Linked DNA regions of Mus musculus: region 1 is linked to region 2. A link is a contact called in public HiChIP or PLAC-seq data. All regions are on one chromosome and are shown on one strand. Each heading gives the region's core, a stretch centred on a gene start, on an enhancer-like site or on the middle of the called end of the contact. The rest is flanking DNA. Distances are from core to core; before and after follow the strand shown.

The links. HiChIP or PLAC-seq counts read pairs in DNA pulled down with a chosen protein or histone mark.
Region 1: a contact with region 2 is called in an HNF4G HiChIP or PLAC-seq map of pancreatic cancer cells. The contact joins the enhancer-like site here to the promoter of Eri2 in region 2. A contact is called at or near these places in 4 of 39 promoter capture datasets (embryonic stem cells, liver and stem cell-derived epiblast-like cells), 1 of 115 datasets of contacts at active chromatin or transcription factors (pancreatic cancer cells) and 1 of 9 other capture datasets (liver).

What each region holds. Positions count from the first base shown.
Region 1 is chr7:118,826,309-118,830,874 of GRCm38.p6, reverse strand. It overlaps Vps35l (VPS35 endosomal protein sorting factor like), which reads right to left. Exons shown (of 31, transcript NM_027815.4): 27 at 4,552-4,566. Among named protein-coding and RNA genes, the nearest start is that of Gm26147, 4.0 kb to the left of the region's middle. Within about 2 kb of position 2,819, at least 87 of the 459 cell types and tissues checked have an H3K27ac peak or open chromatin away from gene starts, as enhancers often do. A contact at or near this core is called in pancreatic cancer cells, where this site is marked.
Region 2 is chr7:119,792,195-119,797,177 of GRCm38.p6, reverse strand. Eri2 (exoribonuclease 2) reads left to right here and starts at 3,120. Exons shown (of 9, transcript NM_027698.5): 1 at 3,120-3,260; 2 at 4,680-4,747; 3 at 4,830-4,913. The coding sequence starts at 3,238. Rexo5 (RNA exonuclease 5) reads right to left here and starts at 3,056. Exons shown (of 20, transcript NM_001370778.1): 1 at 2,967-3,056; 2 at 2,676-2,802. The coding sequence starts at 2,798.

The DNA of each region.
Region 1 (4,566 bases), core at 1,570-4,069, 970 kb after region 2:
TTGTCAATCAAAACTGAGAGGCACCCACTCCATATCCCTGAACAATTAAACTCCTCTCTGGGGCCCATGAGTACCCCCAGTCATTCGGCTTGCTGTAGCTACTACATGAACAACCAGTACTGCCTGGGTGTCCATCCAGGTTCTGGAGGAGATGCTAGCCTACCTGGATGATATGGCAATACTGTCATAATGGCCAAGGTGTGGGAACCACCTACGGTTTCTGCAGATGAATGCATAGCAAAAAGAAGTCTATGCACACAGCGGAAGGTGGGGAACCTTCAACAGTAAAGTCTGTAGGACGTGATAAAATGAGTGAAGCCTGAGAACTCAGGCTAAGCGAAACAGACTAATCACAAGTACAAGCACTGCCTGAGTTCATTTAGAGAAATCTAAAACTGTCTAATTAGTGGTGAATGGCTATTACAAAGGGTGGGAAGAAGAATGGGGAGTTAGGGACCAACAAGCCTAAACTTCAGTTAAGCAAACGAAAACACACCCAAGATCTCCTGGACACCACTTTATGTAAGGTCAGTGGCTGTACAGCCCTTCTGAAAGCTTACTTAAGAGTAGAGCTCATGTTTCATGCTGCTATCGTAGTAAAATCAAACTCTCGAACAGTAACCCCCTCCCAAGACACACAAAAACACACGCAAAGCTGTCACAGGAGAGGGAACCAGGCTGAACAAGGAGGACAAGGGAGGGGGAGCTTTTTCATGCAAAATCCAACCCTGGTACTGTGGCTCATCTGATCTCTCTCTCTCTCTCTCTCTCTCTCTCTCTCACACACACACACACACACACACACACACACACACACACACATTTAAAAGGTAGAATAGCATCACTATTCCTGTGCTTTGGGCACTGAGGTAAAAGCAGTGTGCACTCACTGACAGACAGGTGATCAGAGGGTGATAAAAGCAGGCAGCACACACAGGGCGGATCCATTGCACAAAGACTCTCATCCCAGATGGGGTGACATGTCATCACACTATGCAGAACGGCACAGAGTTGAAAACATATACATTTCTGGAACTTTCTATTCAATATATTAGACAGAGGTTGGATGCTGGCCACTGAAAACAGAATGTAAACTAGCAGGTGAGAGGTGCCTTTGTCCTAATGCTACCTCTCCTGAGGAGGGATGAAGAGCTGCTAAGCCCTGATGGTCCTGAGTGAACAGAGCACGGCAGACTCTCTGGGCTCACATCACGTGTGAAGGACCCTGGAGGAGACAAATCCTGCTCTGCTGCCAACGACCTCTACAGCCCCAGGCGCAACCTTTTCAGGTCTAGGTATCTCTATAAGAGAAACAGATTCACTAATTTCTACCTTACAAAGCTCAGGGAGGATTCTCAGAGGCTATGTAAGTGCCCATGAAGGGCTTTGGCACAGCACCAAATAAATGCATGCTCCTGGGACCAAAATGGGGAGATAGCTGAGTAGGTAAGGTGTTTGTTATACAAGCACGAGGCCCTGAGTTACATCACCAACATCTACAGAAAAGCCGTGAGCAATGCGTACCTCTCCCTGTACAGTGCTGGGGATGAGAGATAGATCCCTGGGCTTGCTGGCCAACCGTTTTCTCCTAACCGGTGAACTCCAGCCTCATTGAGAGACCTTGTCTCAAGAACTGAGACAACAAGGAAGAAAAACAAGGAAGATACTGATGTTGACCTCTGACCTCCACATGTACCCTCAGTCCTCAGATGGCAGTTGATCTTCATTGCCTGGATCTCACCAAAGTGCAGTCTTTGACACCAGGAAAAGCAACAAAGTCCTACTCATGGCAAAAGGTGCTTTCTCAATGCCTCTGTGCCAGGTTGGCATCTGGAATGGAGGATGCACACCCTGCATGCTTGGGGCAGCTGCTCCCAGCCCTAGCTATCTGAACAGACTGTAGAACACCAGTGTGAATGGCAGGAGCTGAGTCCTCAAGGGAAGCCACAAACCTGTATTTGCTTCAGCTTTTTTTTTTTTTTTTTTTTGTGGAAAACTCCAAGCGCTTTCCATCGTCCCGGAGGAAGCAAGTGTGGCAGCTGGCTGGGTTCTGCCCTCTGGTCACCAGCGTGTAACCCCAGGGAGGGAGGCTCTGGCTTACAGCATGCTTTCGTTCTTAAGTATGAAACCCGCAAGGCGGCAGTCCTGCGAGGTAGGCATTTCCATGCTTTTGTAAGATGACAGGTAAGACTTGGAGGAATTACAAAACCATCTCCAAGGCCCCAGAGCTTGACCCAAGTTTGAGACTCTGAGGAGAAGGCCTTCAGAGAGACCCTGGCTGCTTGCAGCACGTGGGAAGCTCGTGTGCAGGCGGTAAGGCACCTCGACAAATCACCACACGATCAACATCAAGTGCTTCATTAGAAACTTGGGCTTGTCCTCGGCTCTACGTATAGGACAAATAACCAGGTCAGACAGACAGGAGGCACTGACCGCAGAGCACGGTGAGCAGGTGTCCAGGGAAGGGACTCTGGGAGCCCCTGCAGCTCTGCCACCTGACCCCTCACCAGGATGCTGCCTGCCACAAAGGACAATCAAAGCCTCCCCCAGAGCAGGTCTGTGGCTGGGCCTCCTGGTTCCCCTCTGAGAACTTGGAATCTGAACAGAGAGAGCCCACTGCTGAGTCATTTTTTGTTTTCTCAGCTTGATGGAGATACATAATCCGCACAGGGAACAATACGCCCATTCAGGGCACACAATTCAATGTCTGTTCCTGCATCCAGAGTTGTGTGGCTGTCGCCACAATCGACTGAAGAGTATTTCATCACCCCTAAAGAAACCTGGGACCCAGCAAGTGCTGAGTCATTGCACAGCCCAAACTTGGCATGACACATCTCCCGGTCTAGTCCTGGGAGTGGCCCCTCCTGAACCACTGAGGGCAGTGCCCTCCAATGGGCCAGTTTTAACCTCCTGAGAGAGACATTCAAGGGTGAACTCCAGGAGTGTGCATTTAACAGGGCAACCCCGATGCACAGCCGTCTCAAGGAAGGGTTTCTGGGGTATTGTTTTGATATTTGCTTTGCAGTTTTTGGTTTCAATTTTGCCAGGTGAAGCCTATAGATTCCTGGGGCTGTTATTTGTAAATCAGCAAAGAAGACACCCGAGGCTTCAAGGGAACATGGTCATAGCAATGCAATTCTGCGGCTACTTTCCCAATGCTTTTGTGAAAACCTAAGGACGCTCTGTGGGGAGAGTTACCATGGTGCTTTCTAAGGAAGGGAGAAGAGCAGCAGCCTGAACTCTTTCAGAAGCAAGCAAGGCAGGTGCTGCGTGTGTTGGTGAAGAAAAAGTAGCATGCCACATGGGAGGACTGCAGGAAGGCAGCATGTCGCATGGGAGGACTGCATGAAGGCAGCATGCGGCATGGGAGGACTGCAGTAAGAGAATCTTGAGTTTCAGATGGCCTCACTTACACAGTGAGACTCTCAAAAGTAAAAACAAAATAAACCAAAAAACCAAAAGACTGCTCACAAAACATGGGATGAGACAAATGGGAAGGGAGGGGAAAGAAGAAGGAGATGAGGAGAAGGGGCAGGTGGTCGGGAACAACAAAGAAAAGAAGAAGAAACAGCCTCTGCACCAGAACCGGAGTAACAGAATGCCTGTTCACGTCTCTCTGTGACAAAGCCCCAACCGCTGCCGTGACCACCGAGGCTCTCTGTGTGCAGCTCACAATCAGGTGAAAGGTAAACGGACCCAGACACTTGGGAAAACAGAGATGCCATTTCGTTTCTTCATCCAAACTGCTGTCAGGAAGCAGGTCCAAGACCAGGCTGAGAACCCCTGCTATGGGAAGCCTCCAGGAATCCTACTACAGGACTCCCCTAGCCCCAAAAGGGCCCCAGGGATGACTGCTCATCTCTCACAACCACAAAGAGCCAATGTCTACTGTTTCCGGTTCCAAAGAATCCTGCCACCTAAGAGCTTCCCTGGGTGGCTATACTCTGTGCCCTTACCCAGTCCTCATCAGAACACTGGGAGCTGGCACAAGATCACCCTCATTTTGTGGACAGGACACACACATAAGTAACCCCCAAACCTGCAGAGCCAAGGGGAGAAAGAGCTGGTGCCCACTGTCACCATCATGGTCCAAGGTCACTACACCCTAGCCTTGGCAGTGTAGAGTACAGAGCACTGAATAGTAGTACCTCCCCCAACCCAGATACATAAGCTGAAACCATGGTTCCATTTAGATGATGTAAGGGTTACATCATTGGTTAATCTTGGTTGTCAACTTATCAGACCTTGAATCAGCTAAAAGACACGCCTGGTTGGAAATAACCAAGAGATGGCTTGGCAGTTAAGAGCACTGGCTGCTCTTACAGATGGACCCAAGTTCAGTTCCCAGCCCTATAAGGTGGTTCATAACTGTCTGTGATTCCAGTCCCAGAGTATATGATACCTTCTTCTGGCCTCTGTAGACACCAGGCACATGCAGGACACAGATACATGCTGACAAACACATACGTAAGATAAAATACTAAGGGCTGAGTGTACTCAGGAGGCAGAGGCATGGTGAGTGAAAACCACCTGTTGCTCCTGTGAACATACCGGCACAATCAATAA
Region 2 (4,983 bases), core at 1,871-4,370:
TGGCTTGTGCTGTAAGATCGAGAATTGACAAATGGGACCTCATGAAACTGCAAAGCTTCTGTAAGGCAAAAGACACCGTCAATAAGACAAAAAGGCCACCAACAGATTGGGAAAGGATCTTTACCTATCCTAAATCAGATAGGGGTCTAATATCCAATATATATAAAGAACTCAAGAAGGTGGACTCCAGAAAATCAAATAACCCCATTAAAAAATGGGGCTCAGAGCTAAACAAAGAATTCTTACCTGAGGAATACCGAATGGCTGAGAAGCACCTGAAAAAATGTTCAGCATCCTTAATAATCAGAGAAATGCAAATCAAAACAACCCTGAGATTCCATCTCACACCAGTCAGAATGTCTAAGATAAAAAATTCAGGTGACAGCAGATGCTGGCGAGGATGTGGAGAAAGAGGAACAGTCCTTCATTGTTGGTGGGATTGCAAGCTTGTACAACCACTCTGAAAATCAGTATGGCGGTTCCTCAGAAAATTGGACATAGTACTACCGGAGGATCCAGTAATACCTCTTCTGGGCATATATCCAGAAGATGCCCCAACCGGTAAGAAGGACACATGCTCCACTATGTTCATAGCAGCCTTATTTATAATAGCCAGAAGCTGCAAAGAACCCAGATGCCCCTCAACAGAGGAATGGATACAGAAAATGTGGTACATTTACACAATGGAGTACTACTCAGCTATTAAAAAGAATGAATTTACGAAATTCCTAGGCAAATGGATGGACCTGGAGGGCATCATCCTGAGTGAGGTAACCCAATCACAAAAGAACTCAAATGATATGTACTCACTGATAAGTGGATATTAGCTCAGAAACTTAGAATACCCAAGATATAAGATACAATTTGCTAAACACATGAAACTCAAGAAGAACGAAGACCAAAGTGTGGACACTTTGCCCTTTCTTAGAATTGGGAACAAAACACCCATGGAAGGAGTTACGGAGACAAAGTTTGGAGCTGAGACAAAAGGATGGACCATCTAGAGACTGCCATATCCAGGGATCCATCCCATAATCAGCCTCCAAACGCTGACACCATTGCATACACTAGCAAGATTTTTGCTGAAAGGACCCTGATATAGCTGTCTCTTGTGAGACTAGGCCGGGGCCTAGCAAACACAGAAGTGGATGCTCACAGTCAGCTATTGGATGGATCACAGGGCCCCCAATGGAGGAGCTAGAGAAAGTATCCAAGGAGCTAAAGGGATCTGCAACCCTATAGGTAGAACAACATTATGAACTAACCAGTACCCCTGAGCTCTTGACTCTAGCTGCATATGTATCAAAAGATGGCCTAGTCAGCCATCACTGGAAAGAGAGGCCCATTGTACATGCAAACTTTATATGCCCCAGTACAGCGGAATGCCAGGGCCAAAAGTGGGAGTGGATGGGTAGGGGAGTGTGGGGGGAGGATATGGGGGACTTTTGGGATAGCATTGGAAATGTAAATGAGGAAAATACCTAATAAAAAATATTAAGAAAGAAAGAAAGAAAGAAAGAAAGAAAGAAAGAAAGAAAGAAAGAAAGGAAGGAAGAAAGAAAGAAGGAAGACTGAGCAAGTCCTGAGGAGCAAAGTGGTAGGCAGTCCTCCTCCCTTCCTGGCCTCTGTATCAGTTACTGCCTCCTGGCTCTTGACCTGAATTCTAGTGAAGAATTGTGAATAGGACTGTGATCTGGCTATGAGAGCTGAGATAAACCCATCCCTAGACAAGATGATTTTGGTTATGAGGTCATGGTGTTTTATCACAGCAATAGAGACCCTAACTTATACAATGGCCTTGAGCTAAGGTTAGGTATTTACTATTAACCACTTTTTTGAGTTTCTGTTCTAGGGACTGAATTCTGGGCACATGCAAGGCAAGTCCTCTATTACTGAGCCACACTGCTGACTCTTAGCCACACAGTTTTGAGAAATTTCTTTGTACTACATCATTTCTTAGAACTTTTAAGTGGGGATCACCATACTCCCATTTTACAACAAAGAAATGAAGAAAGAGGTTTAAAAGCCACAGCGGGAATGCAGCCTCCGAAGATCAAGCTTTTTAATCTCTGGACTACCGTTTCCAACCCAGGGGACTTTACAAACATCCATCTGCTTTCTAACCATCCCCACCCTAATCTATATTTTTCCCTATCAGTCAGTTATATAACCACAACTTTAACATGAGAAAATGGTTCAGGCTAAGTGCATTTTTAAATATGTAATGAAAATTTTATATTTAAAATTCTCTTTTCGATGAAACATTTAAAAATACAAATACTAGGGCAAACATTCTTATTACTGGTATCATTCCTCCATCTAATCATTTCCCCAGGATAAATTCCCCATCAAAATGACCATTCATTTTTACTTCTTCATAAATATTGTATAAAAACAAGAGAATCCTGTTTAGGTGTGCATGGATATTCCTGAAATATTTTGTTATACGGATCTTAATAAATGTTTGTTAAATGAATATTCTGTGTACCAGACACTAAGTCAGTTTTAAACTATGGAGAGAGCCTGGACGAGGTGGTACAACCAAGGGAGCAGAGTTGAGTGAGGTCAGTGGGTGAGCCCTTACCCTTCGGCAGGGACCCTTCGGGTGCTGGCGAAAGTGACTCCCAGCCACAAGTGACTTCGGGCCAGCCTGCTGGGCTCTCTCCTCTGCTCACCTTGGCTTGTGGCTCGCGGTCCTGAATATGCGAAGGAGGTCCATCCCGCTCTGTAGCCGAGGCCGAGGAGTTCGGGGCCTCCTTCCTCTTCCTGGAGTTCGCCTCCTCCTTCTCTTGCTCCATCAGGCTGTAGGGGAAAGATCAGCTGGAGCTGAGGACCCCGCGGCGACCAGGAAACCGTGTCGCGGCCTCTCTCCAGCAAAGCGCTAGACAGGAGTGACGGTTGGTTTGTCTCTTGAAGCGGCTCAAACCAGTTTACCACTCTTGGCCCTCGCAAAAAAGGCCACAGACCTACGCCTCCTTTCCTCAATTTAAGCCGTCGCGAAGTTTAAAGCGCTCCCTGAGGCGCGTCGTGCGCAGAGCGAGGGGCTCCCGGTCCTCAAGCCTCTGTCCACGCCCCCGGGTCCCGAACCGCCCCCTATGCAACGCCCACAAACCGCTGGCGACGGCCGCCGCCGCTCTACAAGCGCCCGCTTCCCTTGCCGCGCCGGCGTTTAAACAGACCGGAAGTGGGGGCGTCCGACTTCCGGCCGTTGAACTCTGCGAAACCCAGGGTCCGGGGATGGCGACCAAGAGACTGGCGCGGTACGTTAGGGGGTTCCCCTTAGGGTGGGCGGTGTTCATCCGCAGTCGTTTGGTCTGGATCTGAAAAGGGCCCTGGTCTTCTCGGGCCCCACGTCGCCATTCGCGACAAGTTGGAGGAGCCCGAGAAACCCCGGGTCCTCCCTACCGTGGCATGCTCTATCAGGTCTGTTCATTCTAGACCCCTGGGACCTGGAACGTGACAGCTCTGCACACTGTTCTCAGGCAGGTGCCACTGCGCCCAAGTGACCTGCCTAGTCCAGTTTTATTGTCAGAATTACCACAGACTCTCTCAGGTTTTTTGGGGGGGGGTGGGGGGGAATATGCTGTGCACAGATTTTTGGATGCGTTGTACACATTTGTTGAGATTGTGGACACAGTATCAAACTTACCAGGCATAGTGGAATGGACCTACAATACCAGCATGGAAAGTTGGAGGCCAGCCTGGTCCTCATGGTGATGTTCAAGCAGGCGATGGCTAAATAGTGAGACTGTCTCAAAACAACAACAAAACCAGATTCAAAACAAAACCCCTATCTGATGTATTAATGAATAGCATAGGATTCAAGCGTGAAAAGTCCTGTCAAAGGTTAACATACTATGGCCATCTTTAGGCAAATCATTTACTTTTCTCTTGCATAAAATACAGGTTGCAGACATGTCTACCACCTAGAATTGTTTAAAAGAAGTCACCATCCTAATTAAATATTTGCTGAAGAAGTGACTAGTAAATGTTAGTTTTTCATTCCAAATCCCTACATTGGCCTCACGTCTTGTCTTTTTCAAATAGCCAAAATAACTATTCCAGGTGTCTGTCTACTTAAAGTTGTATTCGTCATCATTTGGGATCTTCCCTTCTTTGGACTGCAGTGTATTGCTGTTGGGAGGTTTGTTTGTTTTGTTTTTGTTTTTGTTTTTAATCATAGATTACCTTTCAGTAGTACTCTGGTAATCTTTCTCCCCTCCATTTTTAGAGTTTAAGCACAGGCATCATCCCCTTGGTACATAGCAAAGGCTTGAAAAATACATCTTTATAGTCAATTCCTCGGTACTACTATAAAACGTGAACAGGTAAGAGTAGTGTTTGTGAAGCCCGCTCAGGTAAAATGGACACTAAACTCAAGAGAGGATGGCCATTCGCACAAGGACCTAGGACTTTTAAAGTCTAGCCCTCCTTTCCTTCAGTCAGTATGCAGCTGTTGTTTGAGGCAGGGTCCTGCTGTGTGCTGTAAGCTGTCCCTCAGTTCAGTTTGGCCGTGGCCTGCTGACTGCTGAGCCTCCAGGTGTGGGGCCCTCACACCCAGCTCCACTTACCGTACATTAGAGATGATTTTGCCATCTGTTTGGGGCTATTACTTTAATATCATATTCTAACTGCAGTGTAAATGAGTTTATTGATCTTCCTGTGTCTTGCATTTTTAGGCGGCTTGGATTAATTAGGAGAAAGTCAGTTACACCAGCAAGTGGAAATCCAGGAGGGAGCAGATTGAGTAAGTCCCACGCTTACGTTACAGTTTGAAGCCTTGCCCTTGGAACATCGTCGGAACCTAAGAACACTGTGGTCTTTTGCAGAACAGTTGTATGCCTACTTAATTGTCGTTGACTTTGAGTCTACCTGCTGGAATGATGGGAAGCACCACAGTAGCCCTGAAATAAGTGAGTGTGGATGGCCAGTGGCCAAAGCTAGTGCTCTAGGAGTCTTCTTAAACATCCTAGATATAAGCCA